2 separate regions of the Mus musculus genome follow, and region 1 is linked to region 2. The links are chromatin contacts, called in public promoter capture Hi-C maps. All regions are on one chromosome and are shown on one strand. Each heading gives the region's core, a stretch centred on a gene start, on an enhancer-like site or on the middle of the called end of the contact. The rest is flanking DNA. Distances are from core to core; before and after follow the strand shown.

Evidence for each region. Promoter capture Hi-C pulls out the DNA fragments that hold promoters and counts their contacts.
Region 1: a promoter capture Hi-C map of liver shows a contact between it and region 2, with 2.4 times the contacts expected there. The contact joins the enhancer-like site here to the promoter of Czib in region 2. A contact is called at or near these places in 12 of 39 promoter capture datasets (the 3T3-L1 cell line, the C10 cell line, embryonic stem cells and 7 more), 6 of 484 Hi-C or Micro-C datasets (the CH12 cell line, the HL-1 cell line, bone marrow-derived macrophages and 2 more), 10 of 115 datasets of contacts at active chromatin or transcription factors (the NIH/3T3 cell line, bone marrow-derived dendritic cells, bone marrow-derived macrophages and 7 more) and 3 of 9 other capture datasets (adipose tissue, liver and pancreatic islet).

The regions. Positions count from the first base shown.
Region 1 is chr4:108,135,303-108,141,470 of GRCm38.p6, forward strand. It overlaps a transcript of Scp2 not described here. Among named protein-coding and RNA genes, the nearest start is that of Scp2, 20 kb to the left of the region's middle. Within about 2 kb of position 1,844, at least 5 of the 459 cell types and tissues checked have an H3K27ac peak or open chromatin away from gene starts, as enhancers often do. A contact at or near this core is called in liver, where this site is marked.
Region 2 is chr4:107,886,204-107,892,899 of GRCm38.p6, forward strand. It overlaps Czib (CXXC motif containing zinc binding protein), which reads left to right and starts at 3,623. Exons shown (of 8, transcript NM_001347160.1): 1 at 3,623-3,693; 2 at 3,916-3,999; 3 at 5,262-5,318; 4 at 5,752-5,833; 5 at 6,019-6,050. The coding sequence starts at 3,688. Magoh (mago homolog, exon junction complex core component) reads left to right here. Exons shown (of 5, transcript NM_001282737.1): 5 at 974-1,221. The coding sequence ends at 1,073.

The DNA.
Region 1 (6,168 bases), core at 594-3,093, 250 kb after region 2:
TGTCCTATGGTGTTCATTGCCCTGGTTGCTTTTCATACTTGCCTAATGGTGTTTCCCTTTCCCCTGCATCCCATCTCTTGTTAGCAGCAGAAAAAGTGCTTTCACTTTGAGATGTCAGTGGCCCAGCACCTCTGTGAGAGCTGGGCTCCCTTCCCTGCCCCGTGTGTCTTCTGGGGGGGGGGGGGGGCTCCCTGCTGGCCATGAGTCTCTTCCAAGCTCCAGCGAGAGAGGCATCCGCCCACTTGGGGCTTCCCCTGTCCAATGTAAGGAGCACCTGCAAGTCTAACCGCCAGGCTCTGATGGGGGTCTTGTCTCTGTGGGGCTAGAAAGTGCCCCAACAAGTTGACCAAGGTAGGAGGAAGTTACAGAAGTTAGGAGAAGCACAGGGTAAGTCAGTAAGAAAGTTAGCGTAAGTTGATAAGAAAGTGCAGAGGAGGAGAAATGAAGGAACAATAGAGGTCTGGAAAGAAGGGAGCTAAGAGCAAAGCTTCAGCAGACTCAGGAGAGATGAATGACAGTGGCAAATAGAGAGGTTAACAGTGAGGAGAAGTGAAAATAGAGATGAAGGAGATTAGAGAGGTCTGAGATGAGAGAGATACTCTGAATGAGAAATATTTAGAGGAGGAACCAGTAAGTAAGAGACAGGCAAGAGGAAGAGTTGAGGAAACATGAGGCTGACAGAGACCAGAGTCAGAATCAGAGATGTGCAGTGAGGCAGAAGGATAAACCAGGGTAGAGGCAAACTATGAGAGAAAATGAGTGACAGGATAGGGACGTGATAATTAGGTAACATCCAAAGGAAGCAAAGTCAAGGAGGAGGAACAAAAGATAGATAGATAGATAGATAGATAGATAGATAGATAGATAGATAGATAGATAGATAGATAGAACATTGTATGAGATCTTTTACAGTTAGGAATCAGGAGCAAAGAGAGGTAAATAACAAAGACTACAACCCGGCAAAGTGGCACATGCTGATAATGCTAGCACTTGGGAATGATCTATAAGGAACAGGGAGCCAGGGAATTAAAAAGGAATAAGAGAAAATGCTGGCCACAGTAGTCAGAGAAACTAGAGAACTTAGATAGTTCCTGGCAACTACAGAAAGCTTTTGGCTAAAGATCAATGTGTTGACTTTAAAGGAAAAGGGCACTGGGTGAGAGACTGCCCCAGAGAAAAAGAAGAGGATCCCCCCTCATGACCAAACCCTTCCACCTGTTCATGGCTAAAAGTGAAGGGATAGCAAAAGGGGTCCTAACACAGAAGCTGAGTCCGTAGAAGAGGCCGGTGGCCTACCTGTCAAAGAAGCTAGAAAAGAGACTGTGTTTCATATCCCCCACCGACCAGTGCAAAACAAGTTAGAAAAGTTCCTGGGCACTGAAGGCTTTTGCAGATTGTGGATTCCAGGTTTTGCTGAATTAAAAAGATAAACAGCTGCCGGGCGTGGTGGAACATGCCTTTAATCCCAGCACTCCGGAGGCAGAGGCAGGTGGATTTCTGAGTTCGAGGCCAGCCTGGTCTACAAAGTGAGTTCCAGGACAGCCAGGGCTATACAGAGAAACCCCCGTCTCAAAAAAAAAAAAAAAAAAAAAAAAAAGAACAACAGGCCTTTGATGCCATTAAGACTGCCCTAATGTCAGCTCCAGCTTTTGGCCTCCCAGATGTGACTGAGAACAAAGGTATTGCCAAAGAGGTTCTTACTCAGAGATTCGGGCCCTGGAAGAGACCTGTGGCATACTTATCTAAGAAATTAGATCCTGTGACTGCGGGATGGCCTGCTTGCTTACACACAGTGGCTACTATACTGGTCAAGGACACAGATATATTGGCTTTGGGACAGAACCTGGTGATCTCAGCACCGCACGCCTAGAAAGTGTGGTTCAGCCCCAATCATGGCTCACATGACTCATTCCCAGACCCTGTGGTTCAACTCTGATAGAGTCACTTTTGCCCCCCCCCCACCCCGACAAGTCTGAACTCAGCTACCCTGCTCCCACACCTAGACTGTCAGCAGGTTCTTGCTGAGACACATAGATGGCATGGAGATCTGACAGACCAGCTACTAGAGGGTACAGACGTTACCTGGTTCACAGACTAAAACAACTATCTAGAGCAGCTGTGGTAGCTGGACAGGCCCTGCCAGAAGACACATCAGCTCAAAAGGAAGAACCGATCACCCACACTAAGAAAAGGAAAAAGGCTCAACATCTACATGGATAGCAGGTATGCTTTTGCCACAGCCCATGTCCATGAAGCCATATATCAACAGAAGAGTCTACTGATGTCGGGAAGAAAAGAAATTAAGAACAAAGAAGAAATACTGGCTCTACTGAGGCCTTCCACGACCCTGCCAAGGTAAACATCATCCACTGTCCTAGTCTCCAGAAGAGAAATACCTTGATAGCAAGGGGCAACAACGTGACAGAGAGGCATGAGCAAGTACAGCCATGGCCCTGCTGGTGGTGCTACTGGCAATGGAGCCTGAGTTTGCCTACATATCAGAGGACTTAGCCCTCATTTCCAAAGATTCCAGTCACACCTCCAGGAGAAAAAAATCCTGCCATAAAGACAAGCAGAGGCTATGGTCAAACAGATACAGCAATGGACTCAATTAGGGGTAAGCAAGCTCATCCAGACATTCTCCAAAACTAAGTATCATGTACCAGGGTTAAAACACCTTGTGAAGCAGGTGGTGCACAAGTGTGTGCCCTGCCAAAGAGTCAATGTCTGCCACACCATGGTGGATCCAGGAAAGAGGTACCGGGGAGACAGACCTGGCATCTACTGGAAAGTAGACTTTACTGAGGAAAATATGGGCATTACTACCTTCTGGCTTTTGTAGATATGTTCTTGAGATAGATAAAAGTTTTTCCCTGTAAAAAACGAGACTGTTCAGATAGTCATCAAGAAGATTATTAAAGAAAATTTCCCAAGGTTTGGAGGGCCAAAAGCAATAGGGTCAGGTAATGGCTCTGCCTTTGTTGTTCAGGTAAGTCAGGTGTGGCCAAGTATTCAGAGGTCAAATGAAAATTCCATTGTGTGTACAGACCTCAGAGCTCAGGAAAGATAGAAAGAATGAATAGAACTCTAAAAGAGACCTTGACAAAATTAACCGTGGAGATTGGTGCAGACTTGGTGCTCCTTCCCCATGCCCTATTTAGAACTAGAAATTCTCCCTCTTGATTCAGCCTTACTCTTTTTGAGATCCTTTATGGGGCTCCCATGCCCATCACTGTCTAAAAATGATGTGTTTGAAACCATATTTTGTTGTAATAATGATCTGTATGCTAAGTTAAAAGGCTTGCAGGTAATGCAGAAAGTCTGGTCACAACTGGCTACAACGAATGAGCCGGGTACCCCAAAGACAGCTCACCAGTTCCAGGTCGGAGATCTGATCTACATGCACCTGTATCATGCTGAGACCCTCAAGCCTCGTTGGAAGGGTCCCTGCCTAGTCCTGTTTACCATCCCTTCTTATTCTGTTTTTGTTCTTAACCTTTGGCCCATGTATCCTTGATTGTTTAAATACAGTACAAGTTTTGATGCTCAGACAACAATATCAGTAACGGTAACAAAGTGAGATATCATTTCAGGATTGAAATGTACCTGGGAAAAAGGGGGGAATGTAATATCCAAAATGAATTCAAGACCACCCAGTACCTTCCCCCTTCGAAAAGGACTTTCCAAACTAACTGTACTAGCAGGCCAAGTGCAAAGCCAGATAAGGAAGCTGGCTGACTAAACAAATGTAAAAACATAGTTTTAGGGGCTGGTGAGATGGCTCAGTGGGTAAGAGCACCCGACTGCTCTTCCGAAGGTCAGGAGTTCAAATCCCAGCAACCACATGGTGGCTCACAACCATCCGATCACGAGATCTGACTCCCTCTTCTGGAGTGTCTGAAGACAGCTACAGTGTACTTACATATAATAAATAAATAAATAAATCTTTAAAAAAAAAAAAAAAAACATAGTTTTAGCGGTCAAAATGATTAAGCTTGCAGCTACCAAAACAATATTAGTTGTTCTCAGAGAAATAGCCATAACAAGATTAGCAATTCTCCTGCACCCCTGCCCCACATTGAATTCTGACAAAGACCACAAACCACCCTGACCTTGTTGCGAGAATTCCCCTGACATTAATAGCTGTGACGTTAATGTACTATTACTTTGCTGACCAAATCATAATAACCCACCATGGGGGCAATCCAAGTGAGTCACTAGGCCAAAGGGTTACTTAGTCACTATACAAACCAACCAATGCCTGAAAGGGTTACTTGCTACACCAATGAGAACCCTGTTGCTCAAATCTGCCCCTTACAAAGGTATAAAAAGTGTGTTCTTTCTTTGTTCTTGGTCTCTCCTCTGGCCTGAGTGCTGAGAGGGAAGTCCCCAACATATTGGATTAATAAAAATCCTTATGGGTTTTACAGCGATGGCGGTGGTCTCTGTGGTCCTTGTGAGTAAGGGTCTTTTGGTTTTTTGTTTTGTTTTGTTTGTTTTTCGAGACAGGGTTTCTCTGTGTAGCCCTGGCTGTCCTGGCACTCACTTTGTAGACCAGGCTGGCCTCAAACTCAGAAATCCGCCTGCCTCAGCCTCCGGAGTGCTGGGATTAAAGGCGTTCGCCACCATACCTGGCTGAGTAAGGGTCTTTTGACGAACTACAACAGACTCAGTGGGTAAAAGCACTGTCTGCTCTTCTGAGGGTCCTGAGTTCAAGTCCCAGCAACCACCCATAATGAGATCTGATGCCCACTTTTCTGGTGTGTCTGAAGTCAGCTACAGTGTACTTATAGATAATAATAAATAAATCTTTTTTAAAAATTAAAAAAGCCGGGCTGTGGTGGTACATGCCTTTAGTCCCAGTACTTGGGAGGCAGAGGCAGGTGGATTTCTGAATTTGAGGCCAGCCTGGTCTACAGAGTGAGTTCCAGGACAGCCAGGGCTACACAGAGAAACCCTGTCTCGAAAAACAAAACAAAATTTAAAAAGCAAGCATGTGAAAGGACATGTGATGAATGCTTTGCTAATGATATGCATGTAGTGTGTTAAAATTCTGCAGACTCAGACTGATTAGATACACGTGCTGAGGCAAGGCACATGGAGGACACATGATGTTTGGAGGGTATAAATAGGACTGGACAGAATGATGGAGACAGAGCTTGGCTTGCTGGTACACCTAGTTGTGCAACACTTGTGGGTCTTTTGTCTTCACTGATATTCGCTTCCCTGAGAGAGGCACAGCCAAGAACTTCTCTTGGTGTCCCTCTGGGTCCCTCCTGCTGAGGATGTCCTTCTGGGTCCCTCCCTGGAGCTGAGGCTGAGGCCTGATTGTCTCTGCTAGATCCTGCCTCCACTGTTGCTAATCTGACTCTACCAAACTAAATTGCTGGTTTATCTGTGAAGTGTTTGTGGGTGGATGGAGCTGCCATCACCTGCTAACCTGTGAACTGAACTGCTTATTTCCAGACAACACAGATGGGGGTTGCTACAAGGAACCTTTCTAAACAGGTCCATTTCCCCTGTATCCTTTCTTTTCCACTACCTCGGTTGGGTGGTGGGCTACAAGGGAGGCTAAAGCTTTTAAGAACCATCATTAAAAATAGGTTTTGAGGACTAGAGAGATGGCTCAGTGGTTAAGAACACTGGCTGTTTGCTCTTCCAGAGGTCCAGAGTTCAATTCCCAGCAACCACATAGTGGCTCACAACCATCTGTAATAGGATCCTATGCCCTTTTCTGGTGTGTCTGAAGACAGCTACAGTGTACTCATATAAATGAAATAAATAAATCTTTAAAAAAAAAAAGGTTTTGAAAAAATTAAAGTTATAGTACTGTCACTCACTACAAGCCAGAAAATTCAGAATAAAATCAATTGTGTTGTTTGGTTTTTGGTTTTTCGAGACAGGGTTTCTCTGTATAGCCCTGGCTGTCCTGGAACTCACCAAGCTGGCCTCGAACTCAGAAATCCGCCTGCCTCTGCCTCCCGAGTGCTGGGATTAAGGGCATACGCCACCACGCCCACCCGGCTGTGTTGTTTGTTTTTTAAGCTGGGTTAAATACAACCAAGACTAATCTGGAACTTTTTGCCTGGTCAACAGATGACTGTAAACTTATGATTCTTCTTCCTTACCTTCTCATGTTCTGAGGATACAGGCATGTGCCACCCACAC
Region 2 (6,696 bases), core at 2,373-4,872:
ACGTGTAATGTCTTAGTCTTAGAGAGCACCAGGAGCTGAGGCAGGTGGTGCATGCTTGTAATCTCCAGTACTCGGGAGGAATAGCGCAGAAGATCAGCTCACGCTGCGAACCCGAGATTGTGTTACTTACTTTGAAATACCCTGCCTTTAGGTGTGGTGTGGCTCAGCCTTAGCACACACCTGTAATCCAGGAGCTTTCCGCTTGAATATTATAAACATGATTAAGTCGACCATAGGCCAAAAGGCAGAGCAATCAGTTGACAGAGAGTGAACATAGGAAAAAACTAGAGAGTAACAGGGAGTTGGGAGAGCTGAGAGGTGCAGGACGTAGAAGGGAGGGGCATCCAGTTTGAAGGAGGAGCTTCGGAGACGCTTCTAGGACATTGGTTGATGAGGAACGTCAGCTGGGCGCTTTCTCTGCCCCTCTGAGCTTTCACTCCAGTATCTGGCTCTTGGAGGCTTCATTGATAAAACCAAACAATTCAGATTTTGTTTTAAAGAAACAACATAGGAATCTCATGATTGAGCCATTCTGATGTGTGTATATATATAACAAGACCCAGCCTCAAAAACAAACAACTTTTAGCCCCCTCACCCTGTGTTGGGGTGGAGGTAGAACTCTTTGTTTAGGTTTGTGGTACTAGGAGTTGAACATAGAGCATCTATCCATCACTGACCTGGTTTCCAGCTCTATGTATAGTTTTGTTTTAAAAGCACAAGAGACAAAATCTGTTTTAGAAATCACAGTTTTTCCCCTAAACTTTATATATTTTCACAGTAAAAACAGCATGGCTTCCTAATATATCATTTTAGTAAGTGGCCCTTGTTAATGGACATGTGCTTCCTCAGGGTTTATTACTGTAAATATCTTTATAAGGAGCATTTTTATAGTAATCGGGGTTATTAATTTTTTTTTGGTATTTGCCAGTTTTCCTCTGCTTCTTAAACATTTTGGTTTTCTTTTGTGTTTTAGGGATCCGGAAGGCTTGCGAGTATTTTATTATCTTGTCCAGGACCTGAAGTGTTTAGTCTTCAGTCTGATTGGATTACACTTCAAGATTAAACCAATCTAGATATTGGATATTGTGGACACAAGGCGGGTGGGAGTTTTTAGTTACCATAATTAGGATTTTTTTTCTGTATATTGGGGCAATTTTTATAAACAATAAATGATGATCTTTAATAAATGCGATAACATCTTTTTTTGTTATTTTTCTAAACACCTGAATATGTGAATTCTCAGTCTGTAAGATACAAACATTCTGTGGGAGACTTGACAAAGCAAAGAAAAAAACAAACCTAAGCAACTAAGAACTGCCATTTACAGGAAATGATGGGGAAAGGTTTAAAAATTCAGTGAGGGCCAAGGAGATGGTTCTGGCAGGAAAAGCTTTAATGCATAAACTTGACCACTACCCACAGCCCTGGGACCTATGCTGGGCCTGGACTAAGCCACCCAGGAGCAGAAAGCGATCCTGTCTGAGCAAGGTGGAAGGCAAGAACTGACTCAGAACTTCCACCCCTTTGCTGTGCCATGGGTGTGCGCTAGCACACACACTGCTGAATATTTTTTTCAATACATTGAAGTTGAGAACCCCATTAGCAATATTCTAGGACAAGGTACCTGGGTTTTGTTTTGACCACGCCTCCCCTCCCTTTCCTGTCCAGGATGACTTTGAACTTGGGATCTGTCTCCCAAGTGCTGGGATTTTAGGCAGGTGCCACCACACATAGTTCAACCTGGATTTTTAAGTTTCAAGGGAAATGGAAACCCTGAAGATTTACAAGATGACTAATTGCTGGAGTTATAGCTCAGTAGTAAAACACCTGACTAGCATTCATAGCTTCTTGGGCATAAAATTTTATTGTGGTTGGGCATTTATTTTTTATTTATGTATATGGGTACATTGTAGCTATCTTCAGACACACCAGAAGAGGGCATCAGATCCCATTACAGATGGTTGTGAGCCACCATGTGGTTACTGGGAATTGAACTCATGACTTGTAGAAGAGCAGTCAGTGCTCTTAACCACTGAGCCATCTCTCCAGCCAATGGCTGGGCTTTTTAACATATCCTTTATTTCCGTATGAAGGAAAACTGTTCAATAGGTAGATTGGCAGGAACTTTCTCTTGCCATTACTTAAATTTCATGGCTTGCTGAAAATAGCTGATTAGATGGCATCAGAAGGAATGGGACTTGATAGGGTTCATTGGTCTGAAGGGACACGAGCCTAAATACATATCCTTAGAGACATTCCATTCTGAGACAAGGTCCCAAGCATCCTCAAGACTTTTCATACTCCGTTAGGGATATCATTAATATGTGACATGTCAGGATGCCAGACTTCTGAGACACTTAAAGACCAGTCTGGTGGTGTCCAACAGGCAGGGGGATGGCTCAGCGGTTAAGAGAACTTGCTGCTGTAGTAGATGACCTCATTTCTGTTCCTAACATCCATAGGGTGGCTCTATCAGTGTGTCACAGAGTGTTGCGGCCGGCTCACATGTCTGGGTTCTAGCCTGGGAGGCATCTTGGAATCTGGAAGAGAAGAGGGAGCTAGGCGGCGGGAGAGAGAATGGAACCAAGACAACTAGTCTGCTCAAGGTTCAATTTTACTATTCCCAGGCACTGGTTTATGAAGAAGGGGAAGGAACCCATTCCCGCCAAATCATCCTTGGAGTCCAGTTTCAGGTGACAACTTGATTAACTCCGGAACTGCTAGGCGGCAGGCAGTAGCAGTGGGAGTGGTAGAACGATAAGGTGGCAGGCTCCAACCCCCCCCCCCATGCTCTCTTCGTGCTATCAGTGAAACCTGTTCAGCCAGGTTTCAGGCTGAGGGGGGGGAGGGTACAAGAGGGTTATTTATGGTGCCCTCTTTTAGCCTTGGTGGGAGCTGCATGCATGTGGAGCACATACATACTACCTGCCAAAACCAAAATAAAATTTAAAAAGACTGGGCCATAAAAGTGGGAGCCAAGCATGGTGACACACGCCTTTAATCCCAGCATTCGAGAGGCAGAGGCAGGTGGATCTCTTTTGAGTTCGAGGCCAGCCAGGTCTACAAAGCGAGTCTAGGAGAGCCAGGGCTATAATTACACAGAGAAACCCTGTCTCTAAAAAATAAAAATGGGGCATGTTTTCGAATGTTGGTGCTCCCAGCTCCTGCAGTGTCGGTTAAATATATGACTAAGGTGGGGGAAAGTCAGCTCTGTTCAGGCATAGCTACCACGAGGACATGGACACAGGGCAACCCTGTGGGAAAAGTCGCAGCATCAAATCGTGTACATCCAGTGGGCAGTTTAGAGGGCGACTACCCATCATCTGGGAGGCTGCAGCGTAATCTGAGCCTCAGGACCACAGGTAGTGAGAAGTCGGATAGAGAACCGAGAGCCTAGAGAGGTCTGGCAGAGGTTTCCAGCCCGACTATCTTGCCTGCTCAGTGAAGGCACAGATTGAGAATCAGGAACCATCTCTGGCATTTGCGTTTACATCGGTTCCAGCAAACCTACCGAAAACAGCCGAGCCCGGCAGGTTAAGGAGGGACAAGCTAGAAAACGCCAGCCTACAGTACCACTCACTAACGCCCCGCTCCCCGCCCACCCGCACTGAGGCTGCGCGGCGACGCCGGCCTTTTACGACGGGTCGGAAAGCAGCTGTCGCAGCGACTTAACGTGGACCGGCAGCTATGGGGGTAAGGAGAGGCTAGTCGCCATTGGGGCATCCCGTCTGGTAGTAGCCCAGTGAGAGATGGGTCCGAGGCGGCGAGGGGCTCAGAGTGGCGAGCTCAGAGCAGGAGAGAATGGAAGGCGTGAGGCTCGGGTGGCGGGGCTTGAGTCGGGAGGGGCGGGGTGGGGCGTGGCACGCAGCTGAGCGGACGAGGCCTTGCACTCAGCGTGTCCCGCCCTCTTCTCAGAAAATCGCACTGCAGCTCAAAGCCACGCTGGAGAACGTCACGAACCTTCGGCCAGTGGGCGAGGACTTCCGGTGGTACCTGAAGGTGCGACGGAAGGCGGGTTCCTCTAGGGAAGGGAGGAGCATCCGGAGGCAGTGGGGCATCTTAGGGCTCAGGGCCCAGCCTTGATCACAGTGTTGAACTGGGAGCTTTTCTAAAAGTTCCACCGGGTCTGAGGTGCTTAACCAGGCATCTAAGTGAGATCTTCAGGATGGAATTTTAGATTTTATTTTTATTGATTAAACGTTAGTCTTATGTAATCTAGGCTGGCCTTGCGCTCTTTATGTAGCGAGGGATGACTTTGAACTCCTGATCTTCTTACTAGGATTACAGATGTTCGGCCTCCTCACACGGTGGAGTTTTGTGGTTTTATCCCTCTTCTGTTCTGGCGGGTATATCTGAATTTGGGGCCTCACGCTAGCACTCTCCTGATGTGAAATCCTTCCAGCTCTTAGTTTATAAACATACACGGAACAAAATATCATTTGAAGGGACCCTGTGCTTACTTAATATAGTGAATAAACCCACCTTGTTTTATTTGCTGGCTTTACTTATTGGGAAAGTTGGCCACCCTTTGACCTCACACAGTGCTAGTAAACTGGGTAGGTACCCTGCCCTAGAGGCCCAAACAGTGTGACACCCTTCATCGTCCCAGGCTGTGCTTTATTCTCCTAGTCTATCTCAGTGCCTCACATACCCAACCAAAGCCATAACTGATCACTCTTATTCCGCCACCCCCGCCCCAGCACTAGACAAGTGCAACACCATCGCACCCACAGCTCCTATTTCAAAATGTTTGGAGCAGGAGTTCCAGGGCCCATCTGAAGAACTTTGACTTGAAGAAACACAGAATAACAAAGGAGAGAGAAACAGAAACAAAATGACAACCCGTTAACCCCAGACTCAGGACCCCTAAGCACAGAACCAACCAGCAGAGTTGCTGGGGGCTTGAGACAACCTGGAGTCCCCAGCCAAATGGCACAGATTCTAGAGGAGGGCAGGGGTGCCAACATCAGAAACACCTTGTTCTTACTTGGAGATAAATCGGCTCATGTCCCTATTGGATGCTGTAAGAATCCCCTAGAAGATAGGATGGGTCTAGAGGCACTCACTTGTATCCCAGTACTTGGAAAGCAGAGGCAGGAAGATCTCAGGTTCAAACACATTTGGGCTACACAGTGAGAGTGCATCTAAGATAAATTAAGAGAAGGCAGTAGGCTATGAGCTGGCCTTACACCGTGCTTCCCCTTCCCCTGTGTCTAAGGAAGCTACCTGCTCAACTAATAATACTCTTTTCCTTCCCCAAGATGAAATGTGGCAACTGTGGTGAGATTTCAGAGAAGTGGCAATACATCCGGCTGATGGTAATGGTCCCTACCACATGCTCCTGGGCAGAAAATTGGGGAAATTGGATTTCATCTTTCTTTCCTTTAGCCACTTGGGGGGGGGGGCACGGCAGGTGTTGAGAGAGCACCAATGTGACCCTCGCAGGGAACAACAGACATCTTTGAGGCAGAGTTCAAAATCAAGAGGGACTTTTTTTCTCAACCAGGGGAAGACTCCTTAGGCTTCTGCCCCACCCAGGGGATTGAATCCAGGGCTTTGCATATCTCTACTACTACTCTACTGAGCATGCTCTACTACTGAGCTCTCCTCAACCCTCTTGTCACTTGTCAGCAAGTGACTCACTTCTGTGGTCTTAGTCTGTTCCACTGGATGAGGTGGTGGGATGAGATCTCTCTGGGACCCTTACGTCTAGCTGTTACATGACTAGAAATTCTGTTTGCTTCTTGTCAGGACAGCGTGGCGCTGAAAGGAGGCCGAGGCAGTGCCTCCATGGTCCAGAAGTGCAAGCTATGTGCACGGGAAAACTCTATTGGTAGGTCGGGTGCTGCCTACCAGGCTCTTCCAGGGTGACTGGAAGCAGGCTTGTGTTGTCAAGGGGTGGACCTAGGTGTGAAATACTAAAACCTGTGCAGGTCTCTCTCTTTCCCAGGCTGTGTCTGGGCACCTGAGTGGAGTCTGGGTAGAGATTCAAGTCAACTTTTCCTTTTTATATTTCAGACATTTTGAGCAGCACCATCAAGGCTTACAACGTAAGTTTCCTGCTGTAGTGTCAGGGATGGTGGGATTAAATCTGAACTGATGGCTAGGAGTGGGGTCGAGAGTAGCTGCATCAGAGTGGCCTGCCCCTGGACATGGTCCCATGTATTTAACTCTTTGTTTTGCTTAAGACTAGGTCTCACTAGGTAGCCCAGGCTTGGCTCAAACTCATACTCCTGTTTCAGCCTCCTGAATGCTGAGAGGCCAGGTACTTGACACCACGTCTCCTGCGTATTTACTCTCTCATGCACCAACTCAGTGCTCACTTGCTCCGTATCTTTTGTCCACCATATCCACATCATCCACTGGGTAATACTGCAGTTTCCTCCTAAAAGTACACAGGATGACAGTCTGGGCAGTCTGAGCCCAGGGGTGAGGTAGGCAGGGCTCCTGGCTATCCACCTCCCAAGAGGTGCGCTCTCCATACACCCAGCCTTCCTCATGACATGGTGGATGTTTGGTTTCTGTTTTGTTTGTTTGTTTGTTTGTTTGTTTGTTTATTTGGTTTTTTGAGACAGGGTTTCTATGTATACAGCATTTTGCCTGCATGTATGCCTATAGGCCAGAAGAGGGCACCAGATCTCATTATAGATAGTTATGAGCTACCATCTCTAACAACCACTGGAAATTGAACCTCTG